Linked DNA regions of Mus musculus: region 2 is linked to region 1. The links are chromatin contacts, called in public capture Hi-C maps. All regions are on one chromosome and are shown on one strand. Each heading gives the region's core, a stretch centred on a gene start, on an enhancer-like site or on the middle of the called end of the contact. The rest is flanking DNA. Distances are from core to core; before and after follow the strand shown. Region 1 overlaps Ccdc3 (coiled-coil domain containing 3). Region 2 has its middle 33 kb from the start of Gm29857.

Evidence for each region. Capture Hi-C pulls out chosen DNA fragments and counts their contacts.
Region 2: a contact with region 1 is called in a capture Hi-C map of embryonic stem cells, with 4 times the contacts expected there. The contact joins two enhancer-like sites. A contact is called at or near these places in 1 of 15 datasets of contacts at CTCF or cohesin (the NIH/3T3 cell line) and 1 of 9 other capture datasets (embryonic stem cells).

Annotation. Positions count from the first base shown.
Region 1 is chr2:5,168,939-5,174,202 of GRCm38.p6, reverse strand. The region is part of intron 2 of Ccdc3 (coiled-coil domain containing 3); the gene reads right to left. Among named protein-coding and RNA genes, the nearest start is that of Ccdc3, 34 kb to the right of the region's middle. Within about 2 kb of position 3,157, at least 20 of the 459 cell types and tissues checked have an H3K27ac peak or open chromatin away from gene starts, as enhancers often do. A contact at or near this core is called in embryonic stem cells, where this site is marked.
Region 2 is chr2:5,757,876-5,763,139 of GRCm38.p6, reverse strand. No RefSeq gene overlaps it. Among named protein-coding and RNA genes, the nearest start is that of Gm29857, 33 kb to the right of the region's middle. Within about 2 kb of position 2,384, at least 8 of the 459 cell types and tissues checked have an H3K27ac peak or open chromatin away from gene starts, as enhancers often do. A contact at or near this core is called in embryonic stem cells, where this site is marked.

The DNA of each region.
Region 1 (5,264 bases), core at 1,908-4,407:
AAACTGCATACTAAAATAGAATTAATATTTCTTTTGCCTAGAGCAACCCCCATGGGACCAGAGCTGCTCTATGCCTCGGTTCCAGCAAAGACATACTGGCCTCCCTCGGGTCTCTAACACTTTAGAACCCCACACACCATGGCCAGGAAGTATGAGAAGTTCTAACTGGCCAGGCCTGGATTCCATGGCTGCAATTAACCCAGTGAGAATGAATGATCTAAGAAAGTCAGGGTACCATTTGAGAAAAGGTGATCTACAAAAGGTCAGAGAACCATTACAAAAAAAAAACCCCACGGTGAACAAAAAGAAAAAAGAAAGAAGGAAGGAAGGAAGGAAGGAAGGAAGGAAGGAAGGAAGGAAGGAAGGAAGGAAGGAAGGAAGGAAGAAAGGAAGGAAGAAAGGAAGAAAGGAAGAAAGGAAGAAAGGAAGAAAGGAAGAAAGAGCGAGCAAGCCAGTGTTCCTAACTGAGGGCAAGAACTAACTCTTAGAATGAAACACGGACCACAGTATCATTGTGTAGCATATGACTTATTTATAGACATGGACAAGGTATCTAACCCTGAAAAGAAATTACATTTCACCAAGGTGCAGCACATGTATTCACCAAAACTTACAGAACTAGTTACAAACCAGACTAAGAATGCATCAACCTCTAGATTGAGAACATAAGCACTGCCTCCTACAGCTGCCGTCATCAGTCAGTCAGAGGAAGGCATCCTCTGTCTCACCCTTCACTCTTTGTTTACATTTTATATATGAATGCTTTGCATCTAAGTCTACTCTCCAGAAAAGGGCATAGGATCCCATTACAGATGGTTGCAACCTACCATTTGATTTCTGGGAACTGAACTCAGGACCTCTGAGAAGATCAGAGCAGCCAGTGCTCTTAACCACTGAGCCATCTCTCCAGCTTCACCCTCCACTCTTTTACAAGACAGTAGAGCAGGAATATGGGCTAGCAACATGGCTAGGCCGGTAAAAGTGCTCGCCATGCAAGCCTGCAACCTGAGGTCCATCCCAAGAAGCCACAGAAGAAGGAGAGAATCAAGTCTTGAAGGTTGTCTTCCAAGCTTCACACAGCTGCCTCAGTACATGCAAAAATGCAAAGTAAAACATTTAAACAGTAGGAATACTGTGAACAATAAGTAAAAGAACTTTATTATCCCTCAGCACAGTCCCTGACTTATAGGTGACCTGATGCTAATTACCAAATGTTTCACCATTCTCATAGACAGAGCCATGGCCAGATAATAGATGGAGCGGAGTCCAGAGATTATAAAGAGCTCTGTAAACTCAAGGGCTGATATCACAGTGACCTTGGCTTCCCTTCCTTTGCAGCCTGGGCTGGTATTCTTAATGAATGATATCCAGTGCAGTGGGTGAGAAAGAAGGTCCATGGTAGTATAGATGAGCCTAATAATGGACGAGATGCCTGGAAAGAAAGACTCCCTTAGCAACCTGAGCATCTTTGAAGGTGCTTGTAGAGCACCTACATCCAGGCATAGCTCCATACACAATTACTGCAATCACAAACTTAGAGCCTCAGAAATACCAACCCTGATTGGGCCTCATCATGGGGGGGTGGGGGGGTGGGGGGGGTGAAAGTCACTTAGGCCCTGGCAAACACCAGCTTCATTTTCTGTGAGAGGAGAACACATGCCACGGGGATCAGGAGAAAATCTCACATCCCAATCTTACCATTGCCTGCTACCAAATGGGCACTTCCCAAGTCTTTGTCTGGAAAGGAAAAAGCAGATAGACTAGCTCAGTGCCCCAGACCAGCTATTTCTCTCTAAAACCAAATAAAAATGGAATCCAAAGAGCCTTAAAGTAGAGAAGAAAATGACTCCATCAGTATTAATGTATTCTAGTTGCAGTGCAACATTGCCCAAGTATTTATATAAATGGTCATCCCACATCAAGATTTTGCATCAACACTTTGGAGTATTGTTTTTCTTTCTATACTTTATTCCCCAGGGCCATGGACCACGGCACAAATGGATCCTGTCTCTGTGTGTCTTCAGCCTCTTCCTCAATAGGTGTAGACAGTGAGATCCTGTTAGATTGGTTTCCAAAGGAAGGCACTGAAAGCAAGAGAAGGTCAACAGAGCTCAGGCTCATTCAAGGGTTGGGGGTGGGGGGAGTGGATCAGAAAAAAAAAAAAAAAAACATGTCCCAGTAATCAGATGAAATAGGCATTTCCACCCACCACACCCCTCCCCTTGCTGATTCAGATTTGTGATAATCAGCTGCTTCATGAAGCTTCCAAATAGCCTGCTGCCAACCTGAACTTCAAAGAAAAATCTGCAAATGTCAGGAAACCCCCTTCGAACCTTTTCCCAAAGGGTAGGCGTGGAAGAAAATCTAAACCTCAGATAAAGAGATCAGTATTTAGATGTGTGTATGCCAAGTCCTAAACAGAGAGGGTGGTACACAGTGAGTTTTATAGAGGGTGATTGTCAATAACACAAATGTCACTCTTTGAGGAGATGCAAAGCCAAACTTGAGCAAAAGCCAAGAGGCTGGAGAGCTGGCTCAGAGGCTAAGATCACCTGCTGCTCTTGCAAAGGACCCCCAGGTTCAGTTCCCAGCACCCTCATTAGGTGGTGAGTGGCCCCCAACTTCTTGGAACTCCAATTCTAGAGGACCTGGCCCCACCCTGTGGCTTCCTGCACGCTCACAGACATCTACATATAAAACAGATGTTTAAGAATGAAAGCAGAGCTGCAAGGGTGAGCATTGGTACTTCTCCGTTCCTTCTTTAGTTTCCCACAACTGGTGTATTTGATATAACAATTTCCGCCTCAAATGTGCTGTGTGCCATTAAAAAATACACAGAATTGGGAATCCCCAAAGTCCCTTTGGCTAATGCATTCCTGAGAAATGGCTTTACACTTAGAACTGCGTTTCTTTTTTCTTTCTAGGACCTGCATCCATCCTACTGTTAGATTTTAAAACGCAACATGAAGTGACCAGAACAAACAATTGAAGTCCCAACCTACACACACACACAATCAGATACACAGACACAACGGTGGGGGGAGGGGGGTCTTCAAAATTCATTCAGGATTTACAGTGCACAGTTTTTCTTGAGTATCAGGCACAGGCTGGGAGGATTATTTTTAGTTCAAGCTAACAGCTTTTTTAAAAGCCAGTTTTCTTCTCTTCCTTTTATGGCTGGGACTGCTACCACTCTTGTGTGGTTTCTGACAGGCGCTATGTTGAATACATGAAGGCACGCAGAAAATGGAGTGTTGTCCACAGTGTGCACTTTCCCTCCCCTTCTCCCCTAGCCCTAAGCCACTAGCTTTAGCTAGTAGAAGAGAATGTTTGAAGAGAAGCAGAGGCCCTGGGGAGCCGCTCCTTCTCCTTCCTCTCTGTGTATGCAAGTACACATATGCACACACATGCTCGTAGACACCAGAGGACTACTCCAGGTGTCACTTACATGTCACCCCCCTTTTGGGGTCTTCTGGGCCTGGGCCTTTCCCAAGACTGGGACTTGCCTCATAAGCTAAGCTGGCTGGCTGGGCAGCCACCTGTCCTCCATCTTTCCCAGGGCTAGGATTGCAGGTGCAAGCCACCTTGCTGGGATGTTTGACATGAGTTCTAGAGACCCAGTTCCAGTCCTTATGCTTGTAAGGCAATCCCTTTGTCAAATGAGCAACCTTTATGACCTTTCTTTTAACATATCTAGGAACTTGAGCATGCTAGGCAAACACCATAGACTGAGACTTACAGTACCCATCCTTTAACTCCATCATCATCATCATCATCATCGCAACCACCATCACCACCATCACCATGAGTAATAGCAAATGTTCTTACAAAGCACTTCCCACTATTTAAGGGTTATGTAAGCTAACTCATTAACTTAAGTTTCATGACATCTACCCATCACATAGTCCCATGAGGCTTATTAACTTGGTGACTTACATCTATCTCCTCTCCTGGCTGACCACCCAACTCAGCTCCACCCTCTTTCTCAAGGCTGTTACTTGAAAAGGGCCTATCCTTGCAATTAGTCTAAGAAAAACAAGATTATTTAGGTTCAAAGGTCCTTTAGGGTCAAAGATGTGACATTTCTGGCCCATGATGCATTTTTAGAAAGGTGGCTTATGAAAAAAGACATTGTTCGGATTTGCTGTTCTTCATAAAAGTCACAAAGAAGAGAAAATACCTTTCTTTTTCAGGTCTTGTTAAGTGTAGAGTTATCCCTGGAACTGCTACAGTCCTTTTGCAATCATGAGGAAAGGTAGCTAGCCTGAAGACAAAATACATCAGGGAACACACCAAGAGCAGCAAGTGATTATCTCTGGAGACTTGATTCTCCCAAGCCTGGAACTGGGAAGAGAAGAGAGGAGGAGAAGAGGAGGAAGGGGAGGAGAAGAGGAGGGGAGGAAGGGAGGGGAGGAGAGGAGGGAAGGAGAAAAGGAGAGGAGGGGAAGAGAGGAGGGGAGGAGAGGAGGGGGAGGAAGGGAGGGGAGGAGAGGAGGGAGGAGGGAAGGAGAAAAGGAGAGGAGGGGAAGAGAGGAGGGGAGGAGAGGAGAGGAGGGGAGGAGAGGAGGGAAGGAGAGGAGGAGAGGAGGGAAGGTAGAGCTTTTCTTTCTTTTCTCATGTGATCCTCCACTTCCTCATTCTAAATCATCCTGGGAGAGGTTAGCTGGTTGACACAAAACAAACTCAGGAATATGTTTGTAGACTTTCTCTTTGTTTAATATTTTTGTCTCATTGGTCTTCTGCTTGTTTAAATTTTCATTTTTGTGGGGTTTGTTTTGTCTTTTGTTTTTGTTCAGAGAGAGAGAGAGACAGAGAAAAAGAGAGAGAGGATAAAGTTAGGTGGGTGGGAAGGTAGAAAGGCCCTGGGGAAGGGACTAACATGATCAAGATATATAAAAAAATTTAATTACAAAATATTCTAAATATAAAGAAAATGATTCTTTGACAACAAAAAAGAAAATAAATAAGACGAAGAAAGAATCTAAATTTATTTAGAATCACACCAATCTACCAGTGAGTACACAAAGATCATGAAGACGTTAATAACCAGCATTTGGAAGGAGAGTGATCAGTAAAAATAATAAAGTTTTTCTGACCAACATGAAGAGAAAAAAAAAGGCAAGCCTCTGACTCGTTGGCCTGCTCTTGGACTCTTTCCTTCCAATAGGTGACCTGTCCAGCTTCCAGGTGCAGCCGTTGCCTGTCTGGGGCGAGGGGGGGTGAACCTAGGACAGAGGGGAGCTTCAGGAAGCTGGGAGGACTGG
Region 2 (5,264 bases), core at 1,135-3,634, 590 kb before region 1:
TGGGATAAAACTATAAAATTCCAAACTTGCTCCCCCCCCCGATTATTTTGGATAAAGTTTTTATACTTTAGGACAAGTTTGCTAACTTTTACAAAAAATTGTTTGGAAGGATTTTGATAGAGCTAATATTGAATTTACAGATAGATTTGGAGAAAGTTGAGAATACCTTAACAAATTTAGTCTTCTGACTGAAAAATATGAGCATTTGAATATTTAATTTTTCTCAATGATATTTTATACTCTGTGCATGTTCATATGTGTGTATGTGAACCTGTGTACATGTTTATGTGGAGGTCAGAGGTCAAAAAGCAGTGCTGCTACTTAGAAAATGTCCATTTTGTTTTATTTATTTATTTATTCATTTATTTATTTATTATATGTAAGTACACTGTAGCTGTCTTCAGACACACCAGAAGAGGGTGTCAGATCTCATTACAGATGGTTGTGAGCCACCATGTGGTTGCTGGGATTTGAACTCTGGACCTTGGGAAGAGCAGTCAGTGCTCTTAACCGCTGAGTCATTTCTCTAGTCCATCCATCGTGTTTTATATGGCAAGATTTCTTTCTTTCTTTCTTTCTTTCTTTCTTTCTTTCTTTCTTTCTTTCTTTCTTTCTTTCTTTCTTTCTTCCTTCCTTCCTTCCTTCCTTCCTTTCTTTCTTTCTTTTTCTTTCTTTCTTTCTCTCTCTCTCTCTCTCTCTCTCTCTCTCTCTCTCTCTCTCTCTCTCCCTTCCTTTCTTTCTTTCTTTCTTTCTTTCTTTCTTTCTTTCTTTCTTTCTTTCTTTCTTTCTTCCTTAAATGCTTTTATCTATATGTGTGTGTGCTTGGTTGTCTATGTATGCACCATATGTATGCAGTACCCTTGGAGGCCAGAAGAGGCAGATGCCCTGGAACTGGAGTTACAGATGGTTGTGAGCCACCATTGGAATGCTGAGATCAGAACCAGTGTCTCCTGTAAGAGGAGCAGTTTTAGCTGCTGAGCCATTTCTTCACTCACAGACACGCTTTCTCAGTGGCATCTGCGGCTTGAAGATTGGACTGGTAAGCCCCAGGATCCCCCTGTCCACCTCCTGGTCCTGGAATTACAAGTGCATGCCGCTATACCTGACTTTATGGGGGTGCTGGGAATTGAACTCAGGTCCTTGAGCTCGCACAGCAGGTTCTTTACTGATTGAGATGTCTTCCCAGGCCTCTTGCACCTTTCTTACACACATGGCAGCAGGCCAATGGGATCCAGAAAATTCCTCTATGGATTTCATCTCAGGTGACCCTAGGCTGCGTCAAGCTGACAACTGACATTAATAGTACAATCACTGAGTTCCACCCCCAGCTGCGAGGCTGACTGGTGTGGAAGAGAATTGAGGCAAGACCTACAGGGCTTGGGACCACAGTAGTTTTTCTCCAGGGGACTCACTGCAAGTTCAGTGCATTGCTACAACTGTCTCCTGTGTACAAGTGTCCATATTTCCAAATAGAGACATAAATGAGGATGTTTACCACTTCAGGAGCCCGCTGCCCAGGTCCCTAAGGTGGCCTCTAAGTGTTCACCCAGCTCAGAAAGGTCTTGGTGAGCAGTCTCGAGAATGATCTAGAAAGCTTAGCTGCTGTCTTGGAACACCCAGTCTGTGACATGTTGGGGCCACACCATGGTCTTCAGCTAGAAATAGATTACTTTGGAGGGAGGGTGGGGTGGTTTTTCTCTGTGAAGCAATGGAAAACACTTGTGGATTAAATGAAGCAGGAAAGCCAGTTGATGGTTGGGGTGAAAGAAAGACTTTGTTTTATATGGTTTAAAACCACAAAGGATTGGTAAAACAGGCCACGTGGGCTTGTCTGGGAGATGAAGAACATGGTTCCCTGTTTATTGGTTTAATAGCAATTAGCCACCCTCAGAATCTTGCTGAGGATCTTGGTTGCCTGGTGGAACATTGCTTTCATTACGTGGTGGCTGCTCCGGGCCTGCACTCCTGCCCTGTGAAAGCTCCTTTTCCTTCCCCTTGGGGGGGGGGGATCTCCGTTTTCAAGGGCCTTTCTTTTCAAAGACCTTCCTTCACTTGGAATAATCTTACATTTCTAATCTCTGGATTTTTTTTTTCTTTTTCTTTTTCTTTATGTTGCTGGGGATGAAGCCCAGGGCCTCACTCACTTAGCTCTCCACATCTGGTCCGATCTATCCCTCAGCCTTCATCAGTGAGCTCTGAGCAGTACAGCCTGGCTTCTGGAACATTCCATCTTTGTTGTGGATGGGCCTGGTGCTATTTGTATTTCGATGCTAATTCCATTCTCCTGGGAGGGGTTGTGGACAAGGAGTGAGTCACATACCAGGTGACTTCTTGTGAACCAATCCTCTAATGAATAAAGGAGCCAATCACTGGGTGAGTAGGTGGGACTTCCGGATTGGATGGCGGAAGAGAAAGAGAAGAGAGGTAGGGGCATTTGGAACGGGAATAGAGTAAGGGCAAGATGTAACTGCTAGAGTTTCCCGGTATCATAGTGGATCTGCCAGGATTTGCCACTGGAGGAATCAAATTTAATAAGGCTTACAAGATTGGGTTTTAGTTGTTGTGCCCAGAGAATGAGTTACCATTGTTTCTGAGCTAAGTTTGTGTGGTGTTTTTCTTCTCATGGCATTTCAACTGGGTTCCAGTGAGGACGGTATGGCGGCAAAGCATGGGTTTGCCAGATGTGCAAAGGCTGTGAGGGCTTTGAAGCATAGGGCTGGCATGGTAGCGACCCTGTGCTTCAAAAAAAGGTCAAGATAAAAAAGGACAGCCATTGCCCACCAGTGCATGCCTGGTCATGCCGCCGGGGCAGAGAGTTGCTGGCACAAGCACAGGAACATGCCGGTTCGTTTTTAATATTTCCCGCAACACATCCTCACCTGTCCCAGTGCATGCTACCCTGTGGCTACCCTGCTTACCTAAACTACCTTCTTATCATGCTGCCTCTAATGTTTCATGAGCCACCCTTTATGTGAAGTCATGCTAGACTCGTTTTCCTTAGCTCCCCCAGATGAAGGCTCTATGGTCAGTGTATTAACTAAGTATATAGGCTTGGCTGGGGGGCTGCGGCTGGCCTAGCATACCCAAGGCCCTGGGTTCAATCCCCAGTACTGCAAAAATGAATGAATAAACAAATAAATAAACACTGTCTGGCCTTGGCTACTGATTACCTTCCCCTGTAAATGGTCAGTTCCGAAGAGTCGGCAGGTTGTGACCATCCTTCTTAGATTTGCTAAGACGCTGGCACGGGTCTAGTTGCTGGTCCTCACTGAACATCAGGAAATGCCCTCTCCTCTCTGAAGTGGCTCCAAATTTACCCACTAGTGCCTGTTTGAGTCGCCCTAAATTGATGAGATGGGAACAATGTAACAATGGCAATGGTGATCTCCCCCAATGACCGACTGAGATGGGGACAATGTAACAATGGCAATGGTGATCTCCCCCAATGACCGACTGAGATGGGGACAATGTAACAATGTAATAATGACAATGACAATATCCCACAGTGATTGAGGTGGAGACAAAGCTGGAGAACAAAATAATTGGAAGAGAACAATAGAGATTTAAATGGCCATAGAAAGAACCAAGCTTTGGGGGTACATACCTGTCATCCCAGCACTTGGAAAATAGAGACAGGAAGATTGGAAGTTTGAGTTTAGCCTGGGCTACTAGTGAGTTCAAGGGCTACATAAGGGGGACTCTATCATAAACTGAAGTCTTTGGAAAAAAGGAAGGGAAAAATGAGGAGTTGCTTCACAGGTATAGAGTGTCTGTTTTATCAGGTGAAACATTCTGCAGACTAGCTATACCACAATGATATTGAACTGTGTGTGTTTAAAATGGTTAAGATATTAAATTTTACGTTATCACAATTCAAAATCTCAGGTAGGTGCTGGAGAGGTGCTTCACTGAGCAAAGTGCTTAGGGGCAAGCACAAGCACCTATAGTTAAAAAACAAAAGCAAGCAAGCAAACAAACAAAGCAGGCAGAGTAGTGTATGCCTATAATCCCAGTGATGGGAAAATGGGGGCAGGAGAATCCACCTCAGGGTTTGCTGGCTAGTTAATGTAGCTGAATTGGTGAGCTGCAGGTTCAGTAAGAGACCCTGCCTCAAAAAGAAGATACAGAGCAGTTGAGGAAGCTATTCATTGCTCACCTCTGGCTTCTGCATGCACATGGAACCATATAAAATATGCATACACATGGAAGTTTAAAAATCACAATAGGTCAGCCTCCAGGGAGGGCTCTGACCCTGGGATTCAGGCGAGATCGCCATCTTGTCTCTTGGGTCTCTCAGAGATCAGTCCACACAGGGGAGCAAGTGGGCTGCAGAAGCAACAGAGCTTCTTGGACAGGGTCCCTTTGGGCCTTCATCTTCAGCTAGGAGGCAGAGCTGAGCTCCAGGCCTCTGTGCACCTTCCCTGCCAGAGGAGAGCTTGCCTGCAGAGAGTGTTCTGACTACTGGGACTCAGGAGAGAGTTGGACTCCTAGGAGTGCTGACAGAGGCTAATAGAATCACAGGAGGAAAAAGCTCAAGCCAGAGACAACTAGAACATCTAACACCAGAGATTACCAGATGGTGAAAGGCAAACATAAGAATCTTATTAACAGAAACCAAGACCACTAGGCATCATCAGAACCCAGTACTCCCAACACACCCGAAAAGCAAGATTCGGATTTAAAAATCATATCTCATGATGCTGGTAGAGGACCTTAAGAAGGGTATTAATAACTCACTTAAAGAAATACAGGAGAACACTGCTAAACAGGTAGAAGTCCTTAAAGAGGAAACACAAAAATCCCTTAAAGAACTACAGAAAAACACAAACAAACAGGTGATGGAATTGAACAAAACCATCCAAGATCTAAAAGTGGAAGCAGAAACAATAAAGAAAACCCAAAGGGAGACAACTCTGGAGATAGAAACTCTAGGAAAGAAATCAGGAACCATAGATGCGAGCATTAGCAACAGAATAAAAGAGATAGAAGAGAGAATCTCAGGTGCAGAAGATTCCATAGAGAACATCGGCACAACAATCAAAGAAAATGCAAAATGCAAAAAGATCCTAACTCAAAACATCCAGGAAGTCCAGGACACAATGAGAAGACCAAACCTACGGATAATAGGAGTAGATGAGAATGAAGATTCTCAACTTAAAGGGCCAGTAAATATCTTCAACAAAATTATAGAAGAAAACGTCCCTAATCTAAAGAAAGAGATGCCCATGAACATACAAGAAGCCTACAGAACTCCAAATAGACTG